Linked DNA regions of Sus scrofa: region 1 is linked to region 2. A link is a contact called in public HiChIP or PLAC-seq data. All regions are on one chromosome and are shown on one strand. Each heading gives the region's core, a stretch centred on a gene start, on an enhancer-like site or on the middle of the called end of the contact. The rest is flanking DNA. Distances are from core to core; before and after follow the strand shown.

The links. HiChIP or PLAC-seq counts read pairs in DNA pulled down with a chosen protein or histone mark.
Region 1: a contact with region 2 is called in an H3K27ac HiChIP or PLAC-seq map of alveolar macrophages. The contact joins the promoter of ADHFE1 here to the promoter of VCPIP1 in region 2. A contact is called at or near these places in 2 of 5 promoter capture datasets (fetal liver and liver), 4 of 47 Hi-C or Micro-C datasets (embryonic fibroblasts, epiblast stem cells, fibroblasts and 1 more) and 2 of 2 datasets of contacts at active chromatin or transcription factors (alveolar macrophages and skeletal muscle).

The regions. Positions count from the first base shown.
Region 1 is chr4:68,283,868-68,287,743 of Sscrofa11.1, reverse strand. ADHFE1 (hydroxyacid-oxoacid transhydrogenase, mitochondrial) reads left to right here and starts at 2,308. Exons shown (of 14, transcript XM_003125603.4): 1 at 2,308-2,415. The coding sequence starts at 2,357. It overlaps RRS1 (ribosome biogenesis regulatory protein homolog), which reads left to right. Exons shown (of 1, transcript XM_003125604.4): 1 at 1-1,941. The coding sequence ends at 753. LOC110260284 (a long non-coding RNA gene) reads right to left here and starts at 2,255. Exons shown (of 3, transcript XR_002343277.1): 1 at 2,139-2,255.
Region 2 is chr4:68,071,958-68,075,529 of Sscrofa11.1, reverse strand. VCPIP1 (deubiquitinating protein VCIP135) reads right to left here and starts at 2,127. Exons shown (of 3, transcript XM_003355045.4): 1 at 1-2,127. The coding sequence starts at 1,829. LOC100521447 (serine/threonine-protein kinase Sgk3) reads left to right here and starts at 2,438. Exons shown (of 17, transcript XM_021089284.1): 1 at 2,438-2,582.

The DNA of each region.
Region 1 (3,876 bases), core at 1,059-3,558, 210 kb before region 2:
CAGTTTGCGCGTCTCAAGGGCATCCGTCCTAAGAAGAAGACCAACCTGGTGTGGGACGAGGTAAGCGGCCAGTGGCGCCGCCGCTGGGGCTACCAACGGGCCCGCGATGATACCAAGGAATGGTTGATTGAGGTGCCGAGCAATGCCGACCCCATGGAGGACCAGTTCGCCAAGCGTATTCAGGCCAAGAAGGAACGGGTAGCCAAGAACGAGCTGAACCGGCTGCGTAACCTGGCCCGCGCGCACAAGATGCAGCTGCCCAGCGCGGCCGGCATGCACCCTACCGGACATCAGAGTAAGGAAGAGCTGGGCCGCGCCATGCAGGTGGCCAAGGTCTCCACCGCCTCTGTAGGGCGCTTCCAGGAGCGCCTGCCCAAGGAGAAGGCGCCCCGGGGCTCTGGCAAGAAAAGGAAGTTTCAACCCCTTTTTGGGGACTTTGCAGCTGAGAAGAAGAGCCAGTTGGAGATGTTGCGAGTAATGAACAGCAAAAAGCCTCAGCTGGACGTGACCAGAGCCACCAATAAGCAGATGAGGGAGGAGGACCAGGAAGAAGCGGCTAAGAGGAGGAAAATGAGCCAGAAGGGCAAAAGAAAGGGAGGCCGACAGGGTCCTGGGGGTAAGAGGAAAGGTGGCCCACCCAGCCAGGGAGGGAAGAGGAAAGGGGGCGTGGGAAGCAAGATGAATTCCGGGCCGCCGGGCTTGGGTGGCAAGAGAAAAGGAGGGCAACACCAAGGAGGAAAGAGGAGGAAGTAAATTTCAGCCTCGGACTTGTTTGTAAACCAAGAACTGTACTTAATGTTGACATCTAGGCACTGTAGGGGGACACCAAAGATGTGGCCCCTGCCTTCACTGAGCTTGAAGTTAAAGGGACAGCCTTGCCCTCCTCTGAAAATAGTATGTAAATATTGCACAGGACAAATTAATGTTATTTCCCACAACCAAAACTTTGGCTGAAGATTAAAGGATGTATTTAAGGCTATACGAATTAGGGAAAGAATTTGGTCGAAATTAGGAGTGAGTTCTGTTTTTAAACAGACTTTTTTTTTCCTTGTAAACTTTGTATGTGGTGTGAGGGAGGTCATATTTCAAAGACTTTTAGCATTGTTTTGATAACAAGCTTCTGTATTTATCAAAGTGGGGGAACAAAAAGATTACAAGGTTACATTTTCAGAACTGTTGTAAAGGCCATTTAATAAAGGTATGTCTGGATCTAATATTGCTTTCAAATTTTGTAAGTTTTAAGTAAAGCCAGTGACCTGGATACGTGTTACAGATTATTTTCATTTACTTTCTAGAAGATATCCACCAGCTAACTTATGACGTTAGCAAGACCGCTTTATTAGGAAAACTCATGCTCCTTTTGATACCTGATATATTATTGAAAGTGTACAACTGGTGTCTCTTTGAACACTGAAAACATTAATTTGCTCTAGCTGATAAATTTGTGCTTCACTAAATAATGCAATCTTAATTAATCCTAATTTTATACTTAAATTTTTATCAACATTTATGTCTCCAGTTCTTTTAAAGCTTCAAGTGGGATCTGTTTGGGGAAGAGAGAAACCCACAAAAACCTTGGAACATTATTATCTTTAGATTCATTTGTCACATTGACTTGAGCTGGTTTAATTAGGAGATGAAATGTTTACAGCTATCCTGGGTTTCTTTCCTTAATTGATTTCAGTAACTCACCTTCCTAAATATCTCCTGAAAATTAACAGTAAATCTAGAATGGGGGGAGGGGGCTTTTTTCTGCTGTTAGAGCTCTAGGGAGCCACTCTACTCTTGGTTTTTGGTCTGACAATTGATAGGAAATTAGAATTGGGAGTTCGTTTTGTCTTTTTTTCAGTGTTGTTCCCTTTTTACAAAGTTGTAGAAATTGCTATGAAAGAAAGGATTAATTCAGATTTCATAATGGGTTAATAAAAATATGTTCAATTGTTACTGTCTTAAGATAACTTTCTGATAAAGAGCTGTGCCATCGATAGTGTTTCTGCTAGGACAGGGGGCAGAAGGCAACATAGCATTTTAAAGGAGTCAGAGTGGAAAAGAATGCTCTTTCTCCACATTTCCCAGGTCTCCGACTAGTGACAAAGAGGATTTACACAGAGACTTGGGGAAGTATCCTAAACAGTTACCTGCATGGCAATTTCAAAGGCGGAGGGTGAGACCCTGCAGCTGGAGCAGTCGTAGTTCCGCCTCGTGGGAGAATGGCCTGGAGCCGGAGGGCTGCTGTGGGGGGCGCGAGACCCAGCGGAGCGGGTGGGCGGGCGCGGCCGAGGGGGCGGAGGGGAAGCCAGCGGCACGGATTGGCCGGCGGTGGGGGCGGGGCCCCGAGGAGGGAAACGGTGCAGCCATGGCCGCTGCCGCTCGCGCCCGGGTAGCACACTTGCTGAGGCAACTGCAGCGCGCAGCGTGAGTACGGGGTCGGCAGGCGGGCAGGGGACAGCGCATTCTTCCCGCAGTCATTTTCAGGAACTTTGGATCGCGTTGCCGCAGTGCGCGCCCGCGGCGAGCCAGCCTAGACAGCTCCGTCCCTGTGCCAAGCAGCCAGCGCTGCGCGGTGAGGCCGCTTGTACTCTGCCAGTTCTACGTTAGGGAAAGTAAGCCCCAGAAAGGAGAGCACCCGGTCTCAGATCAGGGCGGGCAATGGAGAGCCTGGCACAGTGACCAAGACAAATGCATGTGTCCAACCAACACATACGTACTGGGTGTATGTTATCGTGCCAAAAACTATTCTAGGAGCTGAAGATAAAAAAACGAAAGACTGCAGCAGTTTAAAATCTGGCAGGGAAAATTGCATGAGGGAACAGGGTGAAACTCTGTGCAGGACCCCACGGAAAGGTTCAGAGCAATAACCAGGAGCTTGACTCCTTGGTATGTGCAGGCAGTCAAGGAGTTAAACATTATGATACGTCTGACTTCTCCAAAAATGCCAGGTACTAGTAGCCACGTGATAAATGTGTTGAATGTGCAGATGCACAAGTCGGTCTGGGAAAATATGAGGGGAAAAAAAAGGTGGAGATAAACAGGAGGAAAGGATGGGAAGGAAAGAAGAATTTCAGGCAAAGGGAAGAACAGCACCAGAGGCAAAAGCCTAGTTCCAGGATCTAAAACTAGTTAAAAGTCTGGACTACCTTTATAAGAGGAGGTGAGGATAGAAAAGACAGATGTGGGAAGACCATGAATTAGAAAATAGCTAGGAGTTCCAGTGAGTTAAGAATCTGACTGCAGGGAGTTCCTGTTGTGGTGCAGCAGGTTAAGAGCCCAACTAGTATCCAAGAGAATAAGGGTTTGATCCCTGGCCTTGCTCAGTGGGTTAAGAATCCGGCCTTGCCAAAAGCTGTGGTGTAGGTTGGAGACGAGGCTGGGATCCTGCATTGCTGTGGCTGTGGCATAGGCCAGCAGCTCCAGGTCCAATCTGACCCCTAGCCTGGGAATTTCTATATGCCGAGGGTGCAACCCTCCCTAAAAAGAAAAAAAAAAAAGTCTGACTGCAGGGTTTGATCCTATGTGGTGCAGTAGGGTAAAGGATCTGGTATTGCCACAGCTGTGGGTGGCTTGGATTCAGTCCCTGGCCCAGGAAATTCCAAATGCTGCCAGCACAGAAAGGAAGGGAAAGAGGGGAGGGAGGAAGAGAAAAGAAAACAGCTAATGTTTACTGGGCACTTACCAGGTGCTAGGCACTTTACATGTACTATTAATAATAACTAATCCTTACAAGAACCCTATGCCATGCTGTGTTATTATCCTCATAGTATAGATGAAGTAATATCATGGAGAAAAATAATTTGCCCAGTGTCATACACTAAGTAAATGGCACACATAATTTGGACCCAGGTAATCTGGCTTCACCGTTCATCTTCTCAGTCCTGT
Region 2 (3,572 bases), core at 878-3,377:
CAATATACTGTTTCTCTGACCACTCTTCCACCCCATTCCAAAGTAATAGGAAAGGCTTCTGGTAGATTGTCATACTCTTTACCATCCCAAAAATGTTTGAATCCACAACCACACTTGCCACCAGTGGACCTAGAATTAGTTCTGTCCCCATCTAAATACACAATAGACCCATCTCCTCTGACCCTTCGCACAGATGTGCCATGGCACCAATTACAGGCTGTTAGATTACTCAATCCATAGTCTGGTACCAGAACATCTTTCACTGAATCATATGAGCAAACCAAATTGTTCAAGGGAAAGCTATAATTTTTGTCAGGCCTCAGCTGTCCATGAGTACTTTTTGCCAGGTTATACAGTTTCCCTCCTGGAGCCAACCACTCTGGAGGAACATGAAGTTCAGAAAGGGCACCACAGAGCAAACATTTGTGAAGGCGATTATCCATTACTGCTTTTTTAGCAGCTGCTGTGACTTCTTCAGGCTGAACTCCTATCACCCCCGTCCTCCTGTAGAAATACTGGTGGACGTCAGCCACCAAACTAGGATGGATACCGTGTTTGTCCATAAAGACTTCTTCCATAGCAGCAACAAGCCTAAGTAAGTATTTATCTTGCAAACTTCTGTCTCCTCCAATAACACAACCACCATCCTCCTCAAGTTTGATGTACTTCTTAATAAGGTCCTGAGGTACACCCCATGCTTTAGGAAGCAAATTCATAGGCAGTTTAGGCAAAGCAGCCCCTTTTATGCCTACCAAGGGGATATAATGGTTTCTACCAGAGCTACTCCATGCAATACAGATTGGTTTGTTCAAATGACCATCTCTCCCAGTGCACTTCTCTGCGGGGATGAGCCCTGGCAGAAAGGTGGCAGAATAATCCCCAGAGCTTCTCATGCCACTGAGAGAATCTAACAGAATAATAGGGCGATGTAACACATTGGCAAGACCAAATATGTGGATGTTCCTCAGGCCCAAGGGAACACCCTCAGGTGGTACAAACAGAGGGTCACACTCATTGATAATGTCCTCCCACTCAGCGGCATCAATGAAGTCGTGGAACAGGGCTTGATATCGGGCCAGGTGCTGCTGGAAGTGCTGTTTAAGATTCTCTCGCAAGGCATGCCAGAAGAGCTCCCGGCCTACCAGAGCCCGGGACACAGCATGCACCAGGCAGTGTCCATCCCCATCCACATGCACTGGAATGAGGCATTCCTGACTTTTATTGGCCCGCTTGATGTCCTCAAGAGTGTCATGCAAATACAAGAGGCTTCCGGAGCGGTCCTTGCCATATCCCACCGTATTCACATGCTCCGGTTCGATGAGGAAGGCGCGGTCACCCAGTAAAGCGCAATCGAACAGTTCGCCCTGGTTCATATCCCGGAGCAGTTTAGCCCGGCCTGTCTGCTTGTCCATTCCGTAGCGAGCTAATATGGGCGACAACAATTTGCAGTGGTAGTTGGAAAGGCCCATCACCTTTACCAGTTCCGTGTTCTTCTTGGGTGCCCCTGTCACCCCGAGGAGCGCGTTCCGCAGCAGGTTGTGTAGCACTACGTCCGGGTCAGTCACCTCCTCCACCCCCAGCAGCTGTTGCTGCTCGTGCCGCTGTCCGCACTCGGTACACTCGATGCTGACAGAACCAGAGGCCGGGAAGAACAGGCGCGCCTGGCACTTCGGATCCGGGCAGCTCCCGGAGAGGATTCTCCGGTCTCTCCGCTTCGAGAGCCCCCCCGGAGCAGCCGCCGCCGCCGCCGCCAGGGACGGCGGAGTCTGCGGAGCCTCTGGGGGAGGAGGCGGCGGCGGCAGCGGAGGCGGCGGCGGCGGCTGAGACATCGCTCTCGGTTCTCGAGTCTCGCTCCGCGACCCAAGCGACCCTCAAAGGCTCATAGCCCAGACCCCCGCCGGCCCGACTCGGTCTAGTCCAGGCCCAGGGCGAATCACTTTCCTTTCCCTACCAGCTCCTCCTCCTCCTCCTAAGCGAAGGCGGAAGCGCTGGACGTTGTTTCTCTTTTTACTTCTCCACTGCCGTAGCCGTTGCCCCGAACGTAACGGCCACCACCCTACCCCGCACTCACACTCACTCACTCTCGCTCTCTCTCCCTCAGACACACAGACATACACGCCCTCGCTGAGACTGCGCAGGCGCAGCTGCCGCTCTACCCTCTGGGAATTAGAGTTTTTCAGCCTTCTCCTAGCCCTCAAGAGGTAGGATCTTAGGGCCGCGAAGAACTACAAATACCGTGAGGGTAAGCGTTTCAGCGCCCGCGGAGAGGAGGAAGAGGAAGGCTATCGGAACGGGGACAGAAAGGAAGACTGTCACTCACGTTGCCTGCCGGGAGTTGTAGTTTTTACTGTATCTCTTTTGTCGTCTTCCTCACTTTGGGGCCCAAGCAAAATGAGTATGAGAGACCACATTTCCCAGGATGCCCTGCGGTGCGACCAGCCTCACTTCCCCCTTAGACGGAGGGGAGGATACAGGGAAACTTGGTTAAAAACAGAGTTAAAGGGAATGGGTCTCGGAAGCCGAGGGTCTGAAGTTCAAGACTCCTAGAAGGGGAGGGGAATGAAAGCCACTCAGTGAAGAAGGTACAGTAAATAAATGTCCAGCGACATGGCGGGCTGGGAAGTTAAATGAAATGGTCTAGTCTAGGCTGGAGGTCACGAGAGGAAAAGGGTGGGAATGGTGTATTAATTCTCGGAGTGTTTCTCCAGGTTTTTTTTTGTTGTTACACTCCTCTCTTCTCATTCCTATCTCTGTTACAAGCCACTGAGGCTCTTCAGCCCCGTTGTCTGCCTTTTTTCTACTCTCTGGGAAAGAGGGTCACTGAGGCGCCATTTGTTTCCTCGTTCCGTGTACGTCTTTGCAGTTTGCAGTACAGATAACAATACCTTGGATGTGTATAGAGTTTAAATATACCTAAGCCCTTTACCAATATACATATTTTATATGTACATATTTAAATATACATATATGTATGTATAATATACATACAATAATATACATATGTACAATAACTATAGATATTGTTTGTGTCTTCCAGTCCTACTCGCAGAGTCATAACAGCTATCATTTATTGTGTTCTTGATATATGCCTGTCACAGCATTTACATACACGATATCATTTGATCTTCATAATATAATAATAACCTTGTTAGGAAACACGTCCAGAAAGGAAATGACTTGCTCAAGTTCACAGGCATTCAGACCTAGATCTGTTCCCATTTTACAGACCAGGACATAGGAAAGCTTAGGACAGTACTATATAAAATAGTAACTAACTTATGGATACTATTTATAGTTTACATTCACATATATTATTTCATCCTCACACCTGTAATACCTTTACCAAAAGATATTGGGTCTGGAAACAGACCAAAAGGAGTTAAATGGCTTGTCCAAAGTCAAATCAGCAGGCTATCTCAGAGCCAGCAAGGGCTTTTTACATTTATTCCTGCAAGAGAAAAAAAAGAGTTCTTAAGCTCAGACCTTTAGTTAGGTCTCAGGGTTTCCGTTTAATGGGGCTGTAGGAATGTTTACCTTGAGGGGGGCCACAGACCTGTTTTATTACTTGTGTG